Linked DNA regions of Mus musculus: region 2 is linked to region 1. Evidence: chromatin contacts called from public promoter capture Hi-C data. All regions are on one chromosome and are shown on one strand. The core of a region is the stretch at or near the end of the contact, and the rest is flanking DNA. Distances in the headings are between cores, read along the strand shown. Region 1 holds the start of Cd209a (CD209a antigen). Region 2 holds the start of Cd209d (CD209d antigen).

What was found. Capture Hi-C pulls out chosen DNA fragments and counts their contacts.
Region 2: a promoter capture Hi-C map of adipose tissue shows a contact between it and region 1. The contact joins the promoter of Cd209d here to the promoter of Cd209a in region 1. A contact is called at or near these places in 2 of 9 other capture datasets (adipose tissue and liver).

What each region holds. Positions count from the first base shown.
Region 1 is chr8:3,746,199-3,750,760 of GRCm38.p6, reverse strand. It overlaps Cd209a (CD209a antigen), which reads left to right and starts at 1,777. Exons shown (of 7, transcript NM_133238.5): 1 at 1,777-1,900; 2 at 2,002-2,088; 3 at 2,348-2,437; 4 at 3,050-3,130; 5 at 3,729-3,880. The coding sequence starts at 1,855.
Region 2 is chr8:3,876,023-3,880,677 of GRCm38.p6, reverse strand. It overlaps Cd209d (CD209d antigen), which reads left to right and starts at 2,179. Exons shown (of 7, transcript NM_130904.2): 1 at 2,179-2,240; 2 at 2,341-2,427; 3 at 2,709-2,798; 4 at 3,548-3,622; 5 at 4,273-4,424. The coding sequence starts at 2,195.

The DNA of each region.
Region 1 (4,562 bases), core at 528-3,027:
TGCTTGTAATATGCTTTCTTTGTCCTGTGCATTTGGTATTTTGATTATGTGACAGGAGGATTTTCTTTTCTGGTCCAATCTATTAGGTGTTCTGTAGGCCTCTTGTACACTTATGGCCATCTCTTTCTTCAGGTTAGGGAAGTTTTCTACTATGATTTTGTTGAAGATGTTTTCTGGTCCTTTGAACTGGGAATCTGCACTCTCTTATATTCATTCCTATTATTCTTAGGTTTGATCTTTTCATTGTATCCTGAATCTCCTGGATGTTTTGGGTTAGAAGCTTTCTGCACTTTGTATTTTCTTTGACTTTTGTGTCAATATTTTCCATGATATCTTCTACACCTGAGAGTCTCTCTTCTATCCCTGTATTCTGTTGGCGATGCTTATATCTGATAACTCCTGATCTCTTTTCTAGGTTTTCCATCTCCAGGGTTACCTACCTTTGTAATTTCTTTATTGTTTTTATTTCCATTTTTAGATCCAGGGTGGTTTTGTTCAATTTCGTCACCTGTTTGATTGTGTTTTCCAGTATTTCTTTAAGGAATTTATTTGTTTTCTCTTTAAGGGTCTACCTGATTACCTGTGTTCACCTGTATTTTTTTAAGGGAGTTCTTTATATCTTCCTTAAAGAGCTCCATCATCTTCATGAGATGGGATTTTTAGGTCTAAATCTTGCTTTTCAGATTTATTAAGATATCCAGGGCTTGCTGTGGTGGGAGAACAGGGTTCTGATGGTGCCAAGTGGCATTGGTTTCTGTTGCCTATATTCTTGCACTTGCCTCTCATCATCTGGTTATCTCTAATGTTAACTAGCCTTGCTGTCTCTGACAGGGACTGGAGCTTGTCCCTCCTTGTAGGAAGGTAGAGCTCTGGGAGCTGCGTTAGAGCAGACCTTCTGGGAGGCAAACATTGCTGTCTCTGGTTAGGGGGACCTCCTGTGTCCCTAGTTAGGCAGGCTTCCTGTGACCCTGGTTATGCTAGACCTCCTGAGAGTCAGGCTGTCTCTGGGTGTGGACAGGTGAGCTGGAGCACCAAGTCTGCCCTCTTTGTGGACCAGAAGGAAGATGTGTCTCCCATAGGGTGGATATGTCCTGCATCTGCTGGGCCCTTTGGGGGTTCCAGTTAGGCCATATATTGGGGTGGGGGGGCCTTACCTATGAGTCTGATTATGACAGATCTCTTGAGAGTCAATCTGTCTCTGGGTGGAGGGTGGGGGGAGGATGAAGCACCTGATCTTCCCCTGGCTGAGTGGTGTACCAGAAGGAAGTGACTTGTGTAATTTAATGAATGCATGGAAATAAAAAAATGGGGGATGGCGATGTGGCTCAGTTAGCCCCAGCTAACTCAGGAGGTGAAGGGATGAGGCAGTTCAAGTCATTCCTGCTACATGTCAAGTTTGAGGCTAGCCTGAGCTACATAAAATCTTGTCTCAAAAACAGAGAAAAAAAGAGAAAGAAATCACTATGAGTGACACCATCAGTAGACCAAGATGAAAAAGGGTGGTGTCTCTGACAAGATATGGTGTTGCTAGCCCACACACCATCATAACTGAAAAAGACCCAAAAGTCACTTGATTTTACAAGTTACTGGCTTTTATAGAAGACATTCCAGAGCTGACCATACTGGAAGTGAACCATCTATTTCTGCTGAGAAGTACAGGCCCTCTCACTCCTCTCTGAAATTTCTGGAAAATGTATCTCCTGCCTGGTGTGTCAGATGCTCAGCCCCCTCCCTCTCACTCTTCCGGTGTCATTACTCACTTCTCAATTTCTCTTCCTAAGTAAGATTCAAGGAGGTGGCAAATAAAAGCTGTAGTCTCTGTCAGATTCTGGCACTGAGAAGTGGCTGTGAAACATGAGTGATTCTAAGGAAATGGGGAAGAGGCAGCTTCGCCCTCTGGGTGAGACTGAGCTGGTGCTCTGGGAGCTTGGGGAAGGGGCACAAATAGGTCAGTGTTTGTCTCCGACTACCCTATATATGACTGACGCTCTATTCACTTAGATGAGGAACTGCTGACATCCAGCCACACCAGGCACTCCATCAAAGGCTTTGGCTTCCAAACAAATTCTGGATTCAGTAGCTTCACAGGTAAAACAGAATGAGGGACTATGGAGTGGTCAGCTCCAGACATAAACTTAGTTTCTGTGGGGGGGGGGGGGTAGAGTTTGGGACTCAGGCCACTGATGTTCAGAGAATTGGAAGCTCAGATCCTGAATCTGGAACCTGGGAACTGTAGAAGCTATGATATGAAATTCTGTACCTTGGGAGTGAGAGATGGATTGCCTGACTGGGGCCACAATAAATCAGGAATGCTGAGGTGCTAAATTTTAACCCTTCTCTCCCACAGGGTGCCTGGTCCACAGTCAAGTCCCCTTGGCACTGCAGGTGCTCTTCCTAGCTGTTTGTTCTGTGCTGCTGGTTGTCATCCTTGTCAAAGGTCAGGCAGGATTGGTGTTTGGGGCTCCTAAGTCTGGCTCTTCAAACGAGGGATCCAGAAGGGAGGAGCAACTGACTGGGACTGTGTCTTCATGGTCCTTTGAATAGAGGAGTTCTGCACAGAGACACTGGCTGCACTTGCCTTAGACATCCAATTTTCTTTGGTTATTAGATATCTTCCTCATCAAATAGGACTAAGTAAGACCTTGGGTTTTGAAAATGATGCTAGACTGGAGACATTGTTCAAGTGGTAGAATGCTTACCTCACAAGCTCAAAAAGCTGTGCTCCATCCCAAGCACTGCATAAAACTGGGTGTAATGGTACATCCCTATAATCCCAGCACTCAGGAAGCAGAGGAAGGAGAGGTTCATAGAGGCAGCTACATCAAAATTTTGATGTAGTCTGAACTATATGAGACTATCTAAGAGAGACGGGGGGGGCAGAAGGAGAGAAAGAGAGAAAGAGAAAAAGAGGAAGGAATGAGGAGGGGAGAGAAGAAGGAGGTAGAAAAGGGGGAGAGGACAAAGGATATCTTGGTCCTGGGGGCCCAGTATAGACCAAAAAACACAGTAAGCATTTAATAACTGCAGTGACTATATTTTCTTGGCCCAGTCTACAAAATACCCAGTTCTCAGGAAGAAAACAATCAGATGAATGTCTACCAAGAACTGACCCAGTTGAAGGCTGGCGTAGGTGAGTGACTGGAAGTGAAGGCGCTCACACCCTGAAAAGGTTTACATAGATCACCTTGCTTAAATAACTCCTCTTCACTAAGCCTCACGTCCCTAACCTGTGGGATGGACATGCAGGGTAATGATGAGGCAGGCATCTCACTAGTGTTTGACTAGAGTCCATGCACACAATAAGCAGTCAGTATTCATAGGGATTATGTACAAAATAAGCACTCAATAGTCACAGGAGACTGAACAGAATAGGCACTCAATGTTCACAAGAGTATGTTCAAAGTAAGCTCTCAATGTTCACAGGGGTATGCACATGTTAGACACTCAGTGTTCACAGAGATTGTGTACACATTAGGTGCTGGGTGTTCACAGGAGTATGCACATGGTAGGTACTCAGTTAAACCAGCCTCCTGGCCTCTATTCTGAGCTCTAAGACCAAACTTTTTCCAGTCTTGAAAGGATCAGGCTAGGACTCCTGGGTTCTTCTGGGTATAGAAGGAACTCAAGACATGGAGTAAGGGATGTGCTGTGTCAAGGGAGGGGCTTATTCTGGAGGGCTTGAAGGTTGAAGATGGGTCCATCCTAACCTGACCTGACCTCCCCAACAGATCGACTGTGCCGCTCCTGCCCCTGGGACTGGACGCACTTCCAAGGAAGCTGTTACTTCTTCTCTGTGGCCCAGAAGTCCTGGAATGATTCTGCCACTGCCTGCCACAATGTGGGGGCTCAACTTGTGGTCATCAAGAGTGATGAAGAGCAGGTATGCCTGGTGAGGCCCATCAAGGATACTTCAGCTGAGGATACATTAAGGCCACTGACTAAAGGGAGGGGAGGTGTTTGGTTGAATACAATGTTCTGGAAAATAGGCTGCTTGCCTGAAGAGGGAAGATAACATTATGAATGAGACCAGAGCAATTGCAAAAAGACACTTTAGGGCTGGAGAGGAGGCTGAGTGGGTAAAGCAAGCATGAGGACCTGAGTTTAGACTCCGCAAACCCATACAAATCCCAGCATGAGAACACACATTTGTGATCCCAATGTTCCTATGGTAAAATGGGAGGTAGGGAAAAGAGGTACCATGAAAGTTGGTGGGAATTTCTCATGGCATACACAGAAATAACAAGAGACCCTGTCTCAAAAAGGTAGAAGGTGAGTATCCACACCTAAAGTTGTCCTCTGATGTACACATATGCATGTGCACGTGCACATTCATGTGTAGGTGCATCTGTGTGCATGTGCCAGCCAGAAGTCAGCCTTGAGTGTTATCCCTCAGATGCTGTCCACTGTTTCTTTAAGGTATGGTTTCTCATTAACCTGGAGCTCACCATTTAGGCTAAGCTGACTAGCCAACAAGACCCAGGGATCCTCCTGTCTCTGGCTCCCCCATGCTGGAATTACAAATGTCTACCATCACAGCTGGCTTTTTCACATGATTGCTAGGG
Region 2 (4,655 bases), core at 930-3,429, 130 kb before region 1:
AACTGGAAGCTTGCATATAGAAGAATGCAAATAGATCCATATCTATCACCCTGCACAGAACTCAAGTCCGAGTGGATCAAAGACCTCAGCATAAAACCAGATACAGTGAACCTAATAGAAGAGAAGGTATAGTCTAGCCTGAAACACATTGATGCAGGAGACAACTTCCTGAACAGAACATCAATAGCATAGGTGCAAAGATTAACAATTAATGAATGGGACCTTGTGAAACTGAAACACAGGCAATGGACACCATCAATGGGATAAAAGAGTAGCCCACAGAATGTGAAAAGATCTTCACCAACCTCACATCTGACAGAGGTTTAATTTCATATATATATGTGTATATATATTATACATATGTGTGTGTGTGTGTATTTACACACACACATATACATATACCTCTCTGTGTGTGTGTGTCAAAAAAAACTAAACATCAAAAAGCCCCAAATAATTCAGTTTAATCCAGTTCTAAAGAGAATTCTCAACAGAGGAATCTCAAATGTCCAAGAAATACTTAAAGAATGTTCAATATCCTTAGCCATCAGGAAAGTGCAAATCAAAACAACTGTGAGATTACATCTACACCTCTTGAAATGTCTAAGATCAGAAACATAAGTAGCAGCTCATGCTGGTGAGGATATGAAGCATGGAGAACACTCCTTCATTTCCGGTAGCAATGCAAACTTCTACAAGATACCCTGGACATCAATATGGTGGTTTCTCAGAAAACTGGTAACTGATGTAGCTCTAGACCCAGATACCACTCCTGGGCATATACCCAATGGATGCTCTATTCTACCACAAAGAGACTTGGTCTATGTTTATAGTAGCTTTATTCATAATAGCATGAAAGTGGAAACAATCTAGTTGCCCCTCAACTGAAGAATGGATGAAGTAAATGTGGTTAATTTACATGTGGTGTTTTACTCCGTAGTTAAAGACAACAACATCATGAACTTTGCAGGCAAATGGACAGAATTTGGGGGAAAAAATCATCCTAAGGTAACCCAGACTCTGAAAGACAAACTGAGAAGGCTAGGATGACTCCATGACAGGCTTTAAATTGGCAGTTCAGGAGACTAGACCTAAGGACTGGTCAAGTCCAAGCAAGCCCAGACAAGTCGGTTACAAGGAAAAAAAAAAAAAAAAAAAAACAGGCTTCAGGCAGCCAGTCAGAAACTGCCCTGCCATCAGAAGCCATCCTGAAGCAAGGGCAATGGGTCAGCAACAGTTTCCAGATCTCCCCAGAACTGGTGTGGCGGAACCAGAAGGATTCTCAGGGCTCACTGGACAGCCAATCTAACTGAATCAATGAGCTCAAGCTTCAATGGCAACCTGTGTCAAAAATAAGATGAAATGGGTCAGCAAGATGGTTCAGTAGATAAAGGCATTTGCCTCCAATCCTAATAGCCTGAATATGATCCCCAGTTCCCACATAGTGGAAGAAAAGAACCAATTCCCAGCTTCCACGGGTGTCTTTGCTACCCATGAAGAGTAACAACAAAAACATGCATCCTTTTTTCATTCAATATATGCTGACCCTTGGGACCATTTGATTCTCCTTAGTTTACAATGAGGACCATAGAGTCAGATTAGCTGTGTTCAGACGTCAGCTCACCATGAAATAGCTGTGTGACTATGAGCCTGTTACCTAATCTGGGTGTACAGAAATGGAAAGATGATCATGTGCTACAGCATAGAGAGGTAAAATGAGTAGATCTGCAGCAGGCATTGCATTAATAGGAGTATGTTTTGTCCGTCAATACACCAGAGTCAGCAGAAATCACAGCGAGCCCCTATGCTAGCAAAGCAGAGACGCATGAGTTAGTGGGGGCAGAATAACCAGGAATATGGGTTATGGCTCTCCAATCCTTAGCACAAGTGGAAAGTACATAGCAAAGTAGACGTACTCTATAGGCTGTAGGCTTTGATAAAGGTGTCCCATAAATTTGGTCACAAGATGAATAGACCACATCTTTCTGGTATACACCCTAGTCTTCCCAGACCTCGCCCTAAAAAAATTCCTGGGTTGCCTGGCACCAGATGAGCTGTGTCAGGGGTGCGGTTCCTCCCTCTAACTCTTCAGCATTGTACTCAGTTCCTTTTTTCTCTTCCTATCAGAATGTCTAGGAAGTGGGCATTAGGGGACAACAGAAGCTGTGCTCTCTCGAAGTCCCAGGCACTAGTAACCATGAGTGACTCCATGGAATCAAAGACACAGCAAGTGGTCATTCCAGGTAAGAATGGGCTAGGACTGTGGGATCTCCGTGAGGGAGGCCTGAGGGGCAGCTTGTGGCAGAGCCTACTCAGGCTCTGACTGGTGCTCTGTTTCTCCAGAGGATGAAGAGTGTTTGATGAGTGGCACCAGGTATTCTGATATCAGCTCCCGATTACAAACAAAATTTGGAATCAAGAGTTTGGCAGGTACAGCAGGGTGAGGGCCTGGGGGAAGTGGATGACCTCCCCCAGAAGTGGGTCCTGGGAAATTGAAGTTGAGATCCTAAACTTCTCATTCAGTCCTGGGAGATGGAGATTGAGATGGAGATGGAGATGGAGGTTGGGGGAATAGAATTGTGGGCCATAGGAGGCACAGAGTCCAGACTCATGTGCCCTGCAGGAGGAGGATAGCAGCACTAAGTCTATCTCTTGGGCAACACTAAGTCAAGGCCACTATGATTCTAATACAACTACCTTCTGTTCTGCAGAGTATACGAAGCAGAGCCGCAACCCCTTGGTCCTGCAGCTGCTTTCCTTCCTGTTCTTGGCTGGGCTTCTGCTGATCATTCTGATCCTAGGTCAGGAGCAATGAAAGGCTCAGTTCTCTGATCTGGCTCTAGGGTCTGTCTGGGAAAGTGATGGGAAATGCAAGTTGAGAACATAACCTCCAGTGGTGCTAGGAACTCCTCAGGGACATCTCCCCATCTCTGGCACACCAGAGAGGGGAGGGGAGGGTCTCAGAGAAGGGCTATGTCCCCATTTCTCCTGATAGGCCACCTTTCTCTGGGTGTCTAGTTTCCTAGCCTTTAGAGGTATTAACCAAGGACAGGAGAGTTGTCTCAACAGTTAAGAGCACTTATTGTTCTTCTAGAGACCTAGGTTTGGTTCTCAGCATACACACCATGGCTCACAACCATCTAAAACCCCAGTATCAGGGTATCTAATACCTTCTTCTGAACTCCTAAGACACAAGACAAACACATGGAATATACATACACACAGGCAAAACAGCCATACACATAATAAACGAATAAATAAACAGATAACTAATCAAGCAAATACATGTTTAAAGACATCAGGCATAAATTTTCCTAGACACAGAGGTGGAAGCATGTACCTGAAATTCTAAATACTTGTGAAGCTGAGATAAGATGAGGACATATGCCCAGGAGCAAGAGAAATCAGTGCCAAGATAGTGAGACCCACCCTCCAAAAAAACCAACAACATAATGTCCCAAGGGACCCAGTGCAGGCCACAGCAAAAAGGAGTATAACTACAGGTTTTAATAACTACAGGTGTTTCTTTTTTTTCCCTGTCTCGGCTAAGTGTCAAAGGTCCCCAGCTCAGAGGTTCAGAACAAAATCTACCAGGAGCTCATGCAACTGAAGGCTGAAGTTCATGGTGAGTAGCCAGAGACCAGGGATTCAGGCCCTCAGGTCTCCATGGGAGGGGAGTCAGTTTCCTTCAGTCAACAGACTCTTTGAGTGTCAATTTCCTTCTCTGTGAATTGATATCACAATATAATACTGAAAATAGAACTTGGTGTTTACAGGGGCCATGTACCCAGTAGGCACTCAGTATTCACAGAAATTATATGCAGCATAGACAATGCTCACAATATCAATTCACACAACAGACATTCAGTGATCAAAGGGGTTATGTAAACAGTAAGCATACAATGTTCATAGGGGCCATGCACGAAACAATCACAGGAGCCATGCATATAGACGGTATTAAGTGTTAACAAGGACCATGTACACCATGGGCACTCTAAGTTCACAGAGGGCTTGTGCACACAGTAGGCACTCAGTCAAGCTAGTCCTGACTTTTGTGCCGAACTCTAGGCACCTACATTGCCATGACTAGAGAAGATGGGTTTAAGACTTCTATATTTTTTTCTGTGTGAAGAAGAGGATAAGGAAACACAGAGGGGAATGGCTCCCCAGAATGCAGTGATAAGTAAGAACCCTGGTTCTGGAGACCTTGTAGGTTGAGGAGAAATGGGAACACAGACATCTAAGTATGTCCATATGATCTGCTTCCTCCAACAGATGGCTTGTGCCAACCCTGCGCCAGGGACTGGACATTCTTCAATGGAAGCTGTTACTTCTTCTCCAAGTCCCAAAGAAATTGGCACAACTCCACCACTGCCTGCCAGGAACTGGGGGCCCAACTGGTCATCATAGAGACTGATGAGGAGCAGGTATGCCAGATGGGGCCCCATCCTTGTCTGGAACATGGATCTGGCTGAGGTCGCCTGAGAATGAGATCATTTGCTAGACAAGGCTATGAGTTAGATGCTGCATTTTCTATTTGACTAGAGAAGGGTGGAAATGAGCCCCCTCCACCAAGTACTCACCACAGTATCACACCTAAGACTTAAACATTTCTGGTGCATTGGGGGAAAGCCTAAAATGTAATTGCTATCTTTGTG